3 separate regions of the Hordeum vulgare genome follow, and all the other regions are linked to region 3. A link is a contact called in public Hi-C data. All regions are on one chromosome and are shown on one strand. Each heading gives the region's core, a stretch centred on a gene start, on an enhancer-like site or on the middle of the called end of the contact. The rest is flanking DNA. Distances are from core to core; before and after follow the strand shown. Region 1 has its middle 140 kb from the start of LOC123408494. Region 2 holds the start of LOC123411366 (thaumatin-like protein 1). Region 3 holds the start of LOC123410356 (E3 ubiquitin ligase BIG BROTHER-related-like).

Region 1 (4,876 bases), core at 1,086-3,585, 650 kb after region 3:
TATTCTATTTATTTTGGGATAATTATACTTATGCCCCTAGTTGTGTCTCACTCGGTTGTTCTATCCCTAGTTTCCAAAAATTATTGGTTCTGTCCAAGTCACTTCGCTCCTCTTATACTTTTGCGCTTTGACCGTTCGACTGTTAATTTGAAAACTTCATAACTAATTCATACTAAATCATAAAAATGCAAATAAGATACCAAATGTTCGGAAAAACATCAGATATATGTTTGTATCATTTGCATTCATGACAAAGGTGTTGGAAAGTGCTCATCCGAGTTTTAGCTCTTATGATACCATCATGAATAGTAAAATCTAAAAAAATATAAAAAATCTAAAAAAATGATGGCAAAGAATGATAAATGTGTTAAGTCCTTGCCAAATTTCATCAGCGAACGACATTCATGGAAGTCGTGGTAAAAGAATTAATAATCACTTCAAAATAGATTTTTTTTGCCATGACTTCCACGAATGTCATTCCCTAATGAAACCTGTCAAACACTTAAAACATTTGTCATTCTTTGCCACCAAATATTTTTTAGAATTTTTTGATTTTTTTATATTTTACTATTCATGATGGTATCATAAGAGCTAAAACTCGGATGGGCACTTTCCAACACCTTTGTCATGAATGCAAATGACACTACATATAGGTGATGTTTTTTCAAACATTTTGGTATCTTATTTGCATTTTTCTGATTTAGTATGAATTAGTTGTGAAGTTTTTAAACTGACGGTCAAACGGTCAAAGGGCAAAATCATAAGAGGAGCGGAGTGACTTGGACAAAACCGGTGACTTTTTAAAATTAGGGGTAAAACAGCCGAGTGGGACACAACTAGGGGCATAAATCTAATTATCCCTTTTAGTTTTTTTCGTATTGATGAACTTTTTCAAATTCATTAACTTTTTTGAACTGATGTTTTTAAATCTATGAATTTTTTTGAATCCATGATATTTAATATTTGTGAACATTTTTAAATCTATGATTTTTTAAAACATTAGAGAACAACAACAACAAAGCCTTTAATCCCAAACAAGTTGGGGTAAGTTAGAGCTAAAACCCATAAAATTTCACGTTCAACTCATGATTCTGGCACATGGATAATAAGTTTCCACGCATCTCCATTCATGGCTAGTTATTTTGTGATACTTGAAACCTTCATATCTCTTTTTACGATTGCTCCCACGTCAAGTTCTTTGTGTCCCGATCTCTCTTGACATTATGAGCACGCTTTAGTTCTAAACTACGAACTACAGCTTCTGTAGGCCCATGTTAAATATGTCCAAACCATCTCACAAGATGTCGGAGAAGATTCTCTTCAATCGGTGCTACCCCAACTCTATCTCATATATCTTTATTTTGTATTTGGTTTTATCGTGTGGCGACACATCCATCTCAACATGTGCATCTTCGTTAGTCCTAAGTGTTGAACATGTCGCCTTTTAATAGGCTAACACTCAATGTCATACAGCATTACATGTCAAATTGTCGTCCTATAAAACTTCTCTTATAGATTTTGTGGCACTCTCTTGTCTCAAAGCATGCCAAAAGCTTGGCGCCAATTCATCCATCCAGATTTTTCCAAATTACTAGGCATTATTTTAAATTCATCAAGTTTTCAAATCCATGAACTTTTTCCAAATTCACGAATTTTTCTTCAAATTTGTAAACATTTTTCAAATTCATGATTTTATAAAGAAAATCCTATGAATGTTTTTTCCAAAATTCAAGAACTCTTTTGAATTTGCAAACTTTTAAAAATCTATGGAATTTTTTTCATTTCTAAACTCTTTTTAGAAAGTCAAAGGTCAACTCTGATGGAGTTAACCAGCAATCGAGTGAAGGAAGCAGGATGAACTGATCGCCAATACACGCAAGTAGGAGATATGCGTGCCGGTTTGTCAATTGGCGCAAAGGGCAATGATTAGGAGTATTCATATTTGACACCCAAAATGCTATTTGTTCCAACCACGTATCACGCAGAAGGAGAAACACATGCAAAACAATGTTTTAGGAAAATCAAGAGAACAAACCACGTATAACAATTATCAAAACAAACATAGGAAGGTTAAGAAACAACAAAAAAGACCTACATTGGCCGGTCCATTTAGATACACAAATGATGCGGAGGGGTGTGAGCCAGAGGTGCTCCAGCTCCGCCCCGCCTATGTCTCGCATTAAGCGAGACACACGGGATCTCTCACTACGAGGGATACAGTATCGACCCTTTGGCTCATATATTTGGACAAATAGAGTTAAAAATGGTGCAACAAACATTAAAAGGTTAAAATAAACCAGCAAAAAGACACATTGGCTGGCCCATTTAGATACACATATGATTGGAGGGGTGTGCGCTAGGGACGCTTTGGGACCTCCTATTTGCCGCTCTGTGCGGCAGACTATCGACCGCATGCACAAGCGGCTTTCTCTTTCTCGATTACGTTCGCCCATCTCGTTAGCGACAAGTAGATACGGCCGTAGATATAGGCAAGTAGGGGATACGCGTGTTGGTTTGTCAATTGGCGCAAAGTGCAATGATTAGGAGCACTCCTATTTGACGCCCAAAATGCTATTTGTTCTAACATCTAAGGCCTGTCTGGAGAGTAGCATATATTAGTATCATGCAGATGATACTCGTGTACAATACTACATCCGTAGTGCATAGTATCATAGGATAGTCATTTATTATCATGCATGACACATTGTAGTACATAATTTAATATGATACAGTATCATGATATGATACTCAACCTTCTTTTTCTTTATTTAATTCTATGTCACCTCATTAAAATTGTATAGTTGGCATGAATGATACTACATATGATACTCTCATTAAGACGAGCCTAAGCCTTGTGTTGCCCAGTGATGACCCTACACGGCCCGACCCACTAGTAACCAAGTGAAGCGATCTAACGACCCTAGACCGAGCGAAGTATTCGGGCGGACTAGTTACGGTAACCTTCTGGAAGGTTCATGTCTGGTATTGGGAACCTTCTAGAGCTTTTCTTAACCAGTTATTTACTTTTTGGGTTTTTCTTGTTGTTTTTTTTATTTTGAAATGTGGAAGGTTTGTAAACTTTTGGAAAAAATAAATTTGGGAAAAGTTCGCGCATTTGTGATAAGTTCATGAATCTGATAAAAATGAAAATTGAAAAGAAAGGAAAATAAAAAATAAAAAATAAAAAATAAAAAATAAAGCAAAAATAAAAAATGAAAACGGAAGGAGAAAACATGCAAAACCAATGTTGTAGGAAAATCGAGAGAACAAACCATTTATAATAATCATCAAAACAAACATACGAAGGTTAAGATAAATGAACGAAAAATACCTACATTGGCCGGTCCATTTAGATACACAAATGATGTGGAGGAGTGTGCGCGAGGGGTGCTCCGCCCCGCCTATGTCTCGCATTAGGCGAGACGCATGGGTCCTCTCGCAACGAGGGATACAGCATGGACCCCTTGGCTCATATATTCGAAAAAATAGAGTTAAAAATGGTGCAACAAACATGGGGAGGTTAAAATAAACCAGCAAAAAAGACATACATTGGCCGGCTCATTTAGATACACATATGATTGAAGGGATGTGCGCTAGGGGTGCTATTCTTCGGGGCCTCCTATTTGCCTCTTTGTGCGGCACAGTATCGACCGCATGCACAAGCGGCTTTCTTGATTACGCCCGCCCATCTCGCTAACGAAAAGTAGATACGGTAGTAATGAAAAAGGATGCGTTGTCAAGTTTCAATCGCAACACCGCCTGCTTCAGAGGATATGATTCTAGCGACTCGAGCTAGCGAGCTTTCATGTTTATTGAACATCACAAAACCTTAAGAAACTTAAAAGCCAATTCGAATGTCTTCAAAAAAACTGACCGCAATTCTTTTTTCGAAAACAAACCTGAATGTTTTATCAAATGAAACTCAAACATTTTTTAAACACGCAAAAGAATTTTGGAGAAGCGGACATTTTTTTAAAACGGGAACATCTTTTAAAGCACCCAAAAAACTGAACAAGATTTTTTTTTTCAAAAAACAGGAAGATTTTTCAAATTCCAAAAAAAAAATTGGACACATGAACAACTTTTGCATGTGAACATTTTTGAAACTCCACAACGAAATGAAACTTGAACATTTTTTTAAAATTCAAACAATTTTTGAAGCAGAACACTTTTTTCAAAACTCTCGAACGAAACATGGAAACATAACATTTATTGAATATTCAGAATATTTTTATAAAAATATAAAACATTTTTAGAATTTGAAGAACATTTTTTGAAAATCCCAAACATATTTTGAAAATCCAGAACGTTTTTCTAAAATCCAAAACAAATTTTTGAATTTGAAGAACAATTTTGGGAAATCCAAAACAATTTTTGGGACAGAAACAAAAAAGAAAAAAATAAAGAAAGAAAAAAACAAAAAACCGGTTCAGGGAACAATCTACAAGTTTCCCAGAACCAAAAAAAACTGACTAAAACCTCTAAAAGGTTCCTAAAACCGGGACACTGGAAGAGTTAAATGGGCCGACCCAATGCATCGTTAGTTGATCACTCGCGTCTGCGAAACACCGACAGCTTGACGCGATGAGCGGCAAATAGCATATTCCCTTCTGTTTCGCCCCATCACTAATTAGGGCAACTCCTTTCAAAGATCACTCTCACCTCTTCAGATTGCGACAAGTGACGCACTACATGCATGCCACTTATCACAACCTGGAAGTTTTTTCTTTTTTCGTAGATTCGTATTTTCAAAACATTTTATCTCCTAAACCGCGCGTCCAAATCTCGAACCATTTTCACTATTGGATTTCTCGCGTCAAGATCTTTAAAACTAGATCACATGTTGATAGGTTTTGACAAACATTTTTTCACGAAA
Region 2 (4,613 bases), core at 468-2,967, 720 kb before region 3:
GAAACCTCCGGTCGCCGACCATGATGCCATGGTGCCTCCACCGGCGCCGCTGGTTTTCTTCAAAGAAGCTAGCCACACGTCGTCTTCAAGCTGCTCATGGCTCGGCTTCCGCAATGCGTGCTTGTTCGGTTTGCCACTGCGAAGCGTTAAAAGTGATTGATCTAATTAGAGACTCAAATTGCATAGGAATTCCGAGCCAGTTAAACCATAACCTAATGCCAGTGGTAAGGGATCAGCCATGGTGAGTTAAATGTGAGATCACGAGCAGTTCCACGCGTTCTTGCTTTTCCAGGTTCCAACTTCCAAGTAGGCCATTGTAACTTTCTCGCCAAGACCCACATGCAAGGTGGGGATGGAACAAAAGCGAAAGAAAGATCAACTCAATCAATCAAAGCTTCTTTTCCATGCTCAAAGCCTAACTTTGTGACTTTCTCTTCTTTCCCCATTCCCAGTTCCCCATTCCAAATCAAAATCTCATTATATTTTCTAGCCCAGGGAAAATATCATTGTAGTTGAATCAGATTCAGATCTGCAACACTATGATTTGAACAAGGTCGTAGTGTACTGTCATAGCATCAGAAACTATTCAGAGGAAGGTACCTGTAAGGATTGGACTGCGGGCAGAAGGTAATGGTGTAATCGGTGTGGTTGCAGGTGAAGGTGGAGGTGGCGTCGTCGTAGGCATAGCTGTAGGACTTGGGGCACGCTGACTTGAAGAGCTGCGAGTACTGGGAGGGGTGGCACGTGTCAGGGTTCCCGTAGGCGCCGTTGCAGCAGAACTCGGGCTTGCCGAAGGCCTCGCAGGCGCTGCGGCAGGCGAGGCCGCCGCCGGAGCGGAGCTCGGAGGGGCAGCGCTCGTTGAGGTCGACGAGGCACCCGGTGTTGGAGCACCCAGGCGCAGACGGCTGCACGAGCATGGGCAGGTTGTAACCGTCGACGAGGCTGACGTCGTAGAAGTCCTTCCCGCCGTCGCCGTCGAGGGTGAACTCCGCGAGCGTGGCGGGCGGGGTGGCCCCGGCGCCTCGGCACTCTATCTCGCCGGAGCCGCAGTCCCCCGTGACGCAGGTGCCCTTGCCGCCGTTGAAATTACAGCCAGAGCGCCCCCAGAAGCGGCCCGACCACCCGGTCGGTCCGTAGAGCGAGCGCGACTGGCCCGGCGAGAGCGCGAAGCCGGTGGTCTCCAGCGGCGGCGAGGTGGAGCCCGAGAGCAACCCGGGCCACACCGTGTCCGTGCACCGGTTGGCGAAGGTGAAGGTGATGGCGCCTGCCACCGGCCCTGCACGCCGCAAAAATACACAAATCCGAACACACTCAGCTCACCAAATCGAAAACCAAACTGGCCTCCAAATCACGACCAATCCGACGAGAATACCACTTCCGCAAGCACTAACAGATGGATCGATACCTTGGAAGAAGGAGAGAAGGAGGAGGACGATCGATGCCGGAGAGCCGAGGAGCAGCGACGGCTGAGCCATGGCAGGCCTTCCAAGACTGACTCTCGAATTGAGGGCGAAACCAATGAAGCCGCGCTCTTGCTTTGCTGTGGAGGAGGAGCTTGGTGAGTGGCGAGCTTGCGGGAGTGGAATATGGTGGGGAGGCTACGCGGAGGAAAAGGCGGCCGTGTGGTGGGAGATGGCGGCGGTTCCGTTGTAGAGGGGCTGAGGGGGGAGAGGAGTGGAGGTGCGAAGTGGGCACGACCGACCGCGGTCACCGGCTCGCTCATTTTTTTTCTCCGCTGCAGCCGGATGATCATCCGCCCAAAGAGTCATTACATCTCCGGGGCTGCTACAAATCAGCTCGATGATTTTTCAACCCTTAGATTAGCGTGTTGATGATCGTTGGATCCCAACAGCTCCGTGGTAGCAACGAGCACCTCAGCTTGAACACAACGTCATCGAAGCTTCAACGGAGCTGCAACGCAGTACTGAGTGTGTCCGGCAAGCTTCATTGCAGCTCCGATGAAGCTTCAACGCAACACCGACACTCCGACCAAGCTCTATTGCAGCACTGGCGGAGCTTCAATGCAGCGCCGACGAGTCCGATGAAGCTCCATCGCAACTCCGGTCGAGTTCCATTGAAGACCTGACAGAGCTCCAATGCAACGTCGACGGCTCCGCCGAAGCTCCATGTAAACTCCGGCTGAGCTCCATTGCAGCCCCGGCGGAGCTCCAACCGAAGCTCCGCTGCAGCCCCCGCAGCGTCGGCAACAATCAACGAGTTGCTGCATCGCTGGCTTGCAGTTTCGGTAGTGGTCAACGATGAGATCCACGGGACATGGAGCGACAGTTCCCATTGGGAGGAAGATTAGGCAAAGGGCAGCGATTTCGAGGGAGAAGAGCAAGGCCGGGCTTCGGGGGGGAGGGGGGCGGTGCGACTTTGGTTGCAGCAGGCGGCATCAGCTGTGGTGCTCGTCATGGGGGGATTTCCTCTGTCCACGCGTGAAAAAGACAGAAGGGAGAGGAAGAGGGAGATGCTCTGTAGAAACAGAGCGGTAGCCGTGAGCAACAGAGGCACGTGTCGCTTAGTGGAGGCGGCTTACGCGCTCGTGGGATCAACCGATAGATTTTAATCGTTTTCCTTAGATCCCACACTCATGGTTGATCAATCTTAGCAAAGACGGCTCGTGTTTTCTCTCATGTGATCTCGTTCAGTTTGACACCCACGCGGCTCCTCTCAAGACAGCGATGTGCTCCGCTACAGCAAGGAGGCCCTGTTGCTGCTATCGCGGTTGCGCTCGCCCAAACACAAACCGGAGCATCTCTCTCAACTCTCGCGGTCGCCACCAGTGTGTTGTGTTGCAACACCACCAGTGTTGCAGGTGGACGGAATCGCCGACGTTTGCTGCATCGCGGCATCGGGAGCCACCAGGGGCTGGTCCATGGCAATACCGAGTGCGACAGCTCTGAAGAAAGCTTCAATGCAGCACCGACAAAGGTTCATTGCAGCCCCGACGGAGTCGATTCCGTCCCCATCGCAACTTCAATGACCCGGCGCAGCTCCAATGCATCATGGGTGATGTTGCATAGCAATATCGACAACCCCGACGACGCCATATCGCAGCCCTAGTGGCCCCGTCGATGCTGCATAGAAACACCAGCTACCCCCGGCGATGTGGCATAGCAACACCGGCAACCCCCATAATGGTGCACCGCAGCACAGGTGGCCCCAATAACTCAGCACCGATGTGACCCTCGCTACAGTACCCGCAGCCTGATTAAAGCAGATGCAACGACATTATTGCAGATCGGCGACACGTACCTTTCCCCGCATGCGGCAACAAGGCTAGTCTTGTTTGGCTTGGGGAAGTGGTTGGTGTTTGCGGTGGGATGCGCACCTTCCCCCATTGGTCATGCATTGGATTGAGCCCCTCTCTTTCCCTGCCAAGCTTGTAAAAAATGAGAGAGAGAGAGGATGGGGAACAATGAAGTAGACGAGAAAGGAAGAGGATAAGGCTGGGATGGATAGTGGTGAACGGGCCCTGACGGGGTTGTACATTAGGGGTAGTCCTACGGACCTGCATCCCTAGGCGTGCCCAAGACCCTACGTGGACATCAACGTCCCAAAAGTCACCTCTGCAGTCATGATCTCACTCGGACAAGTATATCTTCATTCGGCTCACATGATGTCACTCGAACTGTCTCGTAACAGTCGGACGTGCCTCTACACTCGGACTGCAGCAAGGCGTGGGTAACGAATAGACTGCAACGACTACAAACTTAAAATATCACATGAAGTGAAGTGAAGACGTGCATTATGAGTAACGCTGGAGTTAGAGCTACCGTTACTAGTAACTTCTGTAGTTATTAGCATTAACTCGCCCTTATAATGAAGTTCGGCCGGTCGTGGCGCACTCTGTGTAAGCCACCCCCGGTCTCCTGAGCAGGGGTTCAACATTTTGTATTATTACACACTCTATAAGCAAACACTAGCCACCGAGGCTCGAGACGTACGGTCATTACCACTCACGAGTGGGCCCCGAACTCGTACATCCAAGTGTATGTGTTGCGCCCTAGCTAGGCTCCGCCCCTCATTCGTACCCATGCTATTATTGTCAAGATCATTCCCACGACAGGCATGCATTCTACACGTCTAGAGGGAGAGGTGTTGCACGCGCGTGAGACAAACGCCGCACGATCGGTTTCTGTAAGTATATCTAGTACCCCTTCGTGATTTTGGTGGTTTGAAGACTTATAGGTTAAGAGACTGATATGTTTGTAAGTGTACACATGCTTTATAAGTAGCTGAGGAGTTTGAGTTATCCGATGAATATCGACCCCTAAAAATGGATGTCTTCGGGTGAAGACTTTGGTCATTCCTTGAAGACTTTGACCGTGAAGAAATTGCGAAGAAATTGATATTCCTCATGAAGATATTGAAGATGAGGAATTCGGTGTATTCTGAAGAAAACACTCTGAAGATTTTGGAGCGTGATGATTTACTCTTTTTGTTTCATTTTCTTTACACTTGAGTCATAGGAACACCGTACTGCTAAAGGGGGTCGAGGTAAAACTACGGAACAAATTTCCTCATGATGCTCAACCCAAGCCTAAATCTACCAAAGCCTTAAAGTGAGGAATATGAGAGACATGAGGACTTTCACAGTTGAAAGTTCT
Region 3 (4,552 bases), core at 1,926-4,425:
CAAATCACTCTGAAGTCTAAGCATCCCTTTTTCACATTGGTTCTTTTGTTGCATCTGGAAAACTGGTACCACAGTTTCGGAGCTTGGGCAAGCACGAACGCACCATCCCTTTTTCAAATTTTCCAGCAACGCTGTCATCTCTCAAGCATGTATCTAGCCTGAAGTCAGGCGATCAGGTGTAAAAGAATGACTATAAATATAATTATTGTACGTATATTACATCTACGAAATCACAATGGACAACGAGCGTCTAACAAAGAATGGCTATAAATTTAAACTATTTTACATCAATGAATCACAAAGCAGCATCAGTGTGAAGAAAGTCCAGAAGTACATATGTCTGAGTCTGCTGGGCTAGAAAGCAGGGAGACAAACTTGAGGCTTGTTTGCTAGTTTCTTTGGACAATACAACAGCTCCTAGTGCTTAAACCTCACAGGCATCAGAAAATATATGCTGTCGCTATTTCTTCCCACTACCATGCGTCCATGATGACGACCACAACAGAATGTCATGCCTCGTTGTTGTCCGAGGTAGAAACTTCTGCACTGCACATAGGGCATACCTGCAACATAGCAATGGTATTCATCACCTTGTTTTCTAGTATTCAGTTTCATCATGCACCATTAATAACAAATTCCCTCTACAAATTTAAGCTATTAGAGGAAACATGGATAGTATGCTCATACTTCAATATCTAATACTACCCAATCTGTGTATAAAATCGCTGTTTCTGGTTGCTTTATTATGCAAAACAGAACTTCATGAGGATTGGCATCATGTAGACTGATGGTGGAGAAGAAGTTCATGGAATCGTTTTTGATAGAGGAATTAAGAGAACATATTGTGTGAGAATAGGTCCTTTCTTGCTTTCTTTCATAAGAGCTTGGTGGACAATTTTCCGGCTATGGAAGGAGGAAAAGGGGGTGGTGGCTATACCTTGTTTAACTGCAGCCACTGGTTTATGCAGTCAGAATGATACGAGTGCTTGCAAGGAAGTGCAACCAATGATTCACCTTCCTCAAATTCCACACGGCAAATAACACATCTGCAAATAAACTTCACATATCAGAACATTCAATACCTATAAACAAATTTAAAAAAAGATAAAATGTTTAAATCATGTGTATACTGTTCCATGTTGCTCTCTTGCTTATCTTGTGCTTGGTAAGTTACTGAAGGTAATGAAGCCAGAGTATCTGCAGAAACGCCTCTGCTTTCTGTACCGACCACTTCACCCAATGCAACCAGCTCCTAAGAACACCACAACCATTAATTAATATCTAATGGTAAATCTTGAAGTTCAGTCTGGTTTAACAGAAAAGAATCTTAAATCACCAGATGCAGATATAAATGCAAATAATCACCCTTTTTCTAGTACAAAATATACAACTTACCTCATATGAGTATTCGTCTGGATCAACGTCTTCCCATGCATCCTAAGGTTCGACATAAGCACAAATTTTGAAAATGTCAGGTACCAACTTCATGCTTGGAAGATTGATTATGATTTATTGATTATAACAAGAAAATAAGAATATTATTACATTGACAAACATACTGATTGGTCGTATGGGATGGATATCAATAGATTCATAAGAAACCCCTTTCGTTCAAAAAAAAAATCAATAGATTCATAAGGCTACTTTCAGTAATTCCCAAATAGAAGAAAATTGACATCACATACGCAGTCATGGATCCTAGCGAAAATATGCTTATTCACAAGAATAAGATCATGAGGAAAGGAAAATTCCATTCAAAACTCTAATAACGATATGGATGTGTGCATTTGTGGATGCAAAGGCTAGGATGATTTCCCTTCCTTGCTGAAAAAACAGGAAAATTACATTCCAAATTCTATACCAGCCTTCTGTCACAAACGGCGAACAATGGGATGAAGGTGCAAACATACGATCGTGCTAACCCAATCCGCATTTATTTTAGCACATATAGAGCTGTTCTAAGTTTAAGGTACCAAGCACTGAATCTACTCGATGGCATTAAAATTATTTATTCTAGACCACTGCAAAATGCATAGAGGATGCGTAGAAGGAAATAATGAAGATAAAATGCAAATCCTAACATGAGCAATTAACTGATATGTGTTTGAAACATTCAGCTATTATCCAGGTTGAAAAACTGGGCCGACAAACTAAACTAGCGCATATGATTTTAGTTAAACACAAATTTGAAGCTATCCTGAATAAAATATGTAAATTCTAATCTTGACAGAAAAGCTGCATGGTTGCCTAAGCATACGCATAAATCAATAAACATTGTAGTAGTATATCGTAATAACGGAATGCACGGTCACCTGTGCGCTATCCCCATCTTCCTCATCTTCCTCATCATGCTCCATCTCTTCCCCTACTGAAAGAAAAAAGAGACTAATCAACATCCCCAAATGGGAGCGGGAGAAAACGTGACTGAATTTGGAAAAGCCCTGTCTCTTGCACTCACAATCAGTGATCCCAGCGAGCGCCATGAGCCGCTGGGCGACCTCGCGCTCCTCGGCATCCTGCAGGGCCCGCGCATACGCCTCGTCGTCCTCGTACCGCGCGGGGTCCAATTCGGCCCCCTCCGCGTCGCCCACCTCCTCGTCGTCATCGTTGGGTAGTACCCCCTCCTCCTCGTAGTCGCTCCCCTTGTCGCCTTCGATCCCTTCCTCTTCCTCGTCGTAGTAGTCGTAGCTCCCAGCGTCCGAGGCATCGTACTCGCTGCCGTCCCCGCCGTGCGCGCTCAGCATCATGTACGCCCGCTCCTGCGGCACCAAGCGCACCAACCCCAGATTAATTAAACCACGAAGCATAGGCGGCGGAACCGACCCCGCTAGATCTGGACGCTTACCTGCTCCTGGAGGACGCGCGCGAGGGCGAGGTCGGCCTCCTCCTGGCTTAAGGCGGTGAACGGCCGCCTCCCTACAGCCGCCGCCGCCGCAGCCGACACGTCGTCCCCTCCGGCCCCGGCTGCGGCGGGAGTATTGGGGCTATGGTTTTGGTCCGCGCTGGGCTTCTCGCCGCCGTTTCCCTTGGGGCCCTCCATGGGGGAGGGAGAGAAGGAGCGGTTAGGGATCGGAGACGAGAAGGAGAAGGGGAGGACGAAAAGGAAACAGAAATTCAATAGTGGCAACGTTAATCAAGCTCAGGCGCACGCGCACGCGGTAGCTATATGAGGACGAGGCCAACGTTTTGCCGTGGGTTTAAACAGGAGGTATCTTTTTTCTTAAAAAACCTGAAACAGGAGGTATCTGGCTGGGACCGAGTCATACTTTTAAACGTTCTGCTTCAAATGTGTGCGCGCTAAGTTTTATTCATACGGTTTTGCTGTAACTCAGTTAGCTGAGTTTTAATTATGGTCTCAGTCACTTTTTAACCGTTCGATTGTTATTGTATTATCGCTACGAGTTGTGTCCTTCGAGCGACGCACCTCTCGTCTCGTACAAAACCAGCTGCATGAGTGCTCAGTTTTGCTTTTTGTCTACAGAGTTGGCCATGCGCATAGTACAGGAGGCTGGCCATGTGAATAGTTCCTAGCTTGTTTACATGTTATGGTCATTTGCTTTATTTTCTTGAATCTTGTTATTGTCATTTGTTGACCGTAGCTGCCAAGGTCAGCTCTTTTGTAATAACTCCCCTTTTCAGATTTTTCGACTGATTAATTGTTGTTTTCTTAATTAATTGTTATTTTTATTTTTATTATTCACTATTAAGTAGAAATTTATTCCACTCTTTCCCTTTCATAAATAAGTGTATTCATTTCATTTAACTTAATATTCATTTGTTACCTTATATTATAAAATTGTCTATTTAGGCTTTCATTATTTATTTATTTTTACTTTCTATTTTTTTTACTTTTTAGCCCTTGTTTTATTTAATGATTTGGTGTATTCTTTTTGTTTTCCATTTTATATTAATGCCAATAATATTCATAATCGGATCGCAACTACAAGATTTAAAATGTGGCCGCAACTGTAAGTATTTCAAAGTAGGGTACAATTGTATGTATTCGAAGTGAGGTCGCAGTTGCAAGTATTCATAGTCGGGTCGCAATTGCAAGTATTCATAGTCGGTTGCATGTATTCGAAGTCAGGTCGCAATTGCAAGTATTCATAGTCGGGTCGCAATTGTAAGTATTCATAGTCGGGTCGTAATTGCAAGTATTCATAGTCGGATGACAACTGCATGTATTCGAAGTTAGGTCGTAATTACAAGTATTTATAGTTGGGTCGCAGTTCCAAGTATTCATAGTCGGGTCGCAATTGCAAGTATTCATAGTCGGGTGCATGTATTCGAAGTCAGGTCACAATTGCAAGTATTCATAGTCGGGTCGCAATTGTAAGTATTCATAGTCGGGTCGCAATTGCAAGTATTCATAGTCGGATGACAACTGCATGTATTCGAAGTTAGGTCGTAATTGCAAGTACTTATAGCCGGGTCGCAGTTGGAAGTATTCATAGTCGGGTCGCAACTGCATGTATTTGAAGTTAGGTCGTAATTGCAAGTATTTATAGTCGGGTCGCAATTGCAAGTATTCATAGTCGGGTCGCAACTGCAT

The links. Hi-C and Micro-C count contacts between places; a contact is called where the count stands out from the background.
Region 1: a contact with region 3 is called in a Hi-C map of leaf, with 5 times the contacts expected there. The contact joins the enhancer-like site here to the promoter of LOC123410356 in region 3. A contact is called at or near these places in 2 of 6 Hi-C or Micro-C datasets (leaf and seedling).
Region 2: a Hi-C map of leaf shows a contact between it and region 3, with 3 times the contacts expected there. The contact joins the promoter of LOC123411366 here to the promoter of LOC123410356 in region 3. A contact is called at or near these places in 3 of 6 Hi-C or Micro-C datasets (leaf and seedling) and 1 of 1 datasets of contacts at active chromatin or transcription factors (embryo).

The regions. Positions count from the first base shown.
Region 1 is chr7H:235,290,655-235,295,530 of MorexV3_pseudomolecules_assembly, reverse strand. No RefSeq gene overlaps it. Among protein-coding and RNA genes, the nearest start is that of LOC123408494, 140 kb to the right of the region's middle. Within about 2 kb of position 2,335, at least 3 of the 3 cell types and tissues checked have open chromatin away from gene starts, as enhancers often do. A contact at or near this core is called in leaf and seedling, where this site is marked.
Region 2 is chr7H:236,667,148-236,671,760 of MorexV3_pseudomolecules_assembly, reverse strand. It overlaps LOC123411366 (thaumatin-like protein 1), which reads right to left and starts at 1,717. Exons shown (of 3, transcript XM_045104294.1): 1 at 1,406-1,717; 2 at 601-1,276; 3 at 1-136. The coding sequence starts at 1,475.
Region 3 is chr7H:235,944,279-235,948,830 of MorexV3_pseudomolecules_assembly, reverse strand. LOC123410356 (E3 ubiquitin ligase BIG BROTHER-related-like) reads right to left here and starts at 3,175. Exons shown (of 7, transcript XM_045103285.1): 1 at 2,846-3,175; 2 at 2,459-2,759; 3 at 2,313-2,365; 4 at 1,396-1,437; 5 at 1,131-1,252; 6 at 938-1,046; 7 at 180-563. The coding sequence starts at 3,040. The coding sequence ends at 510.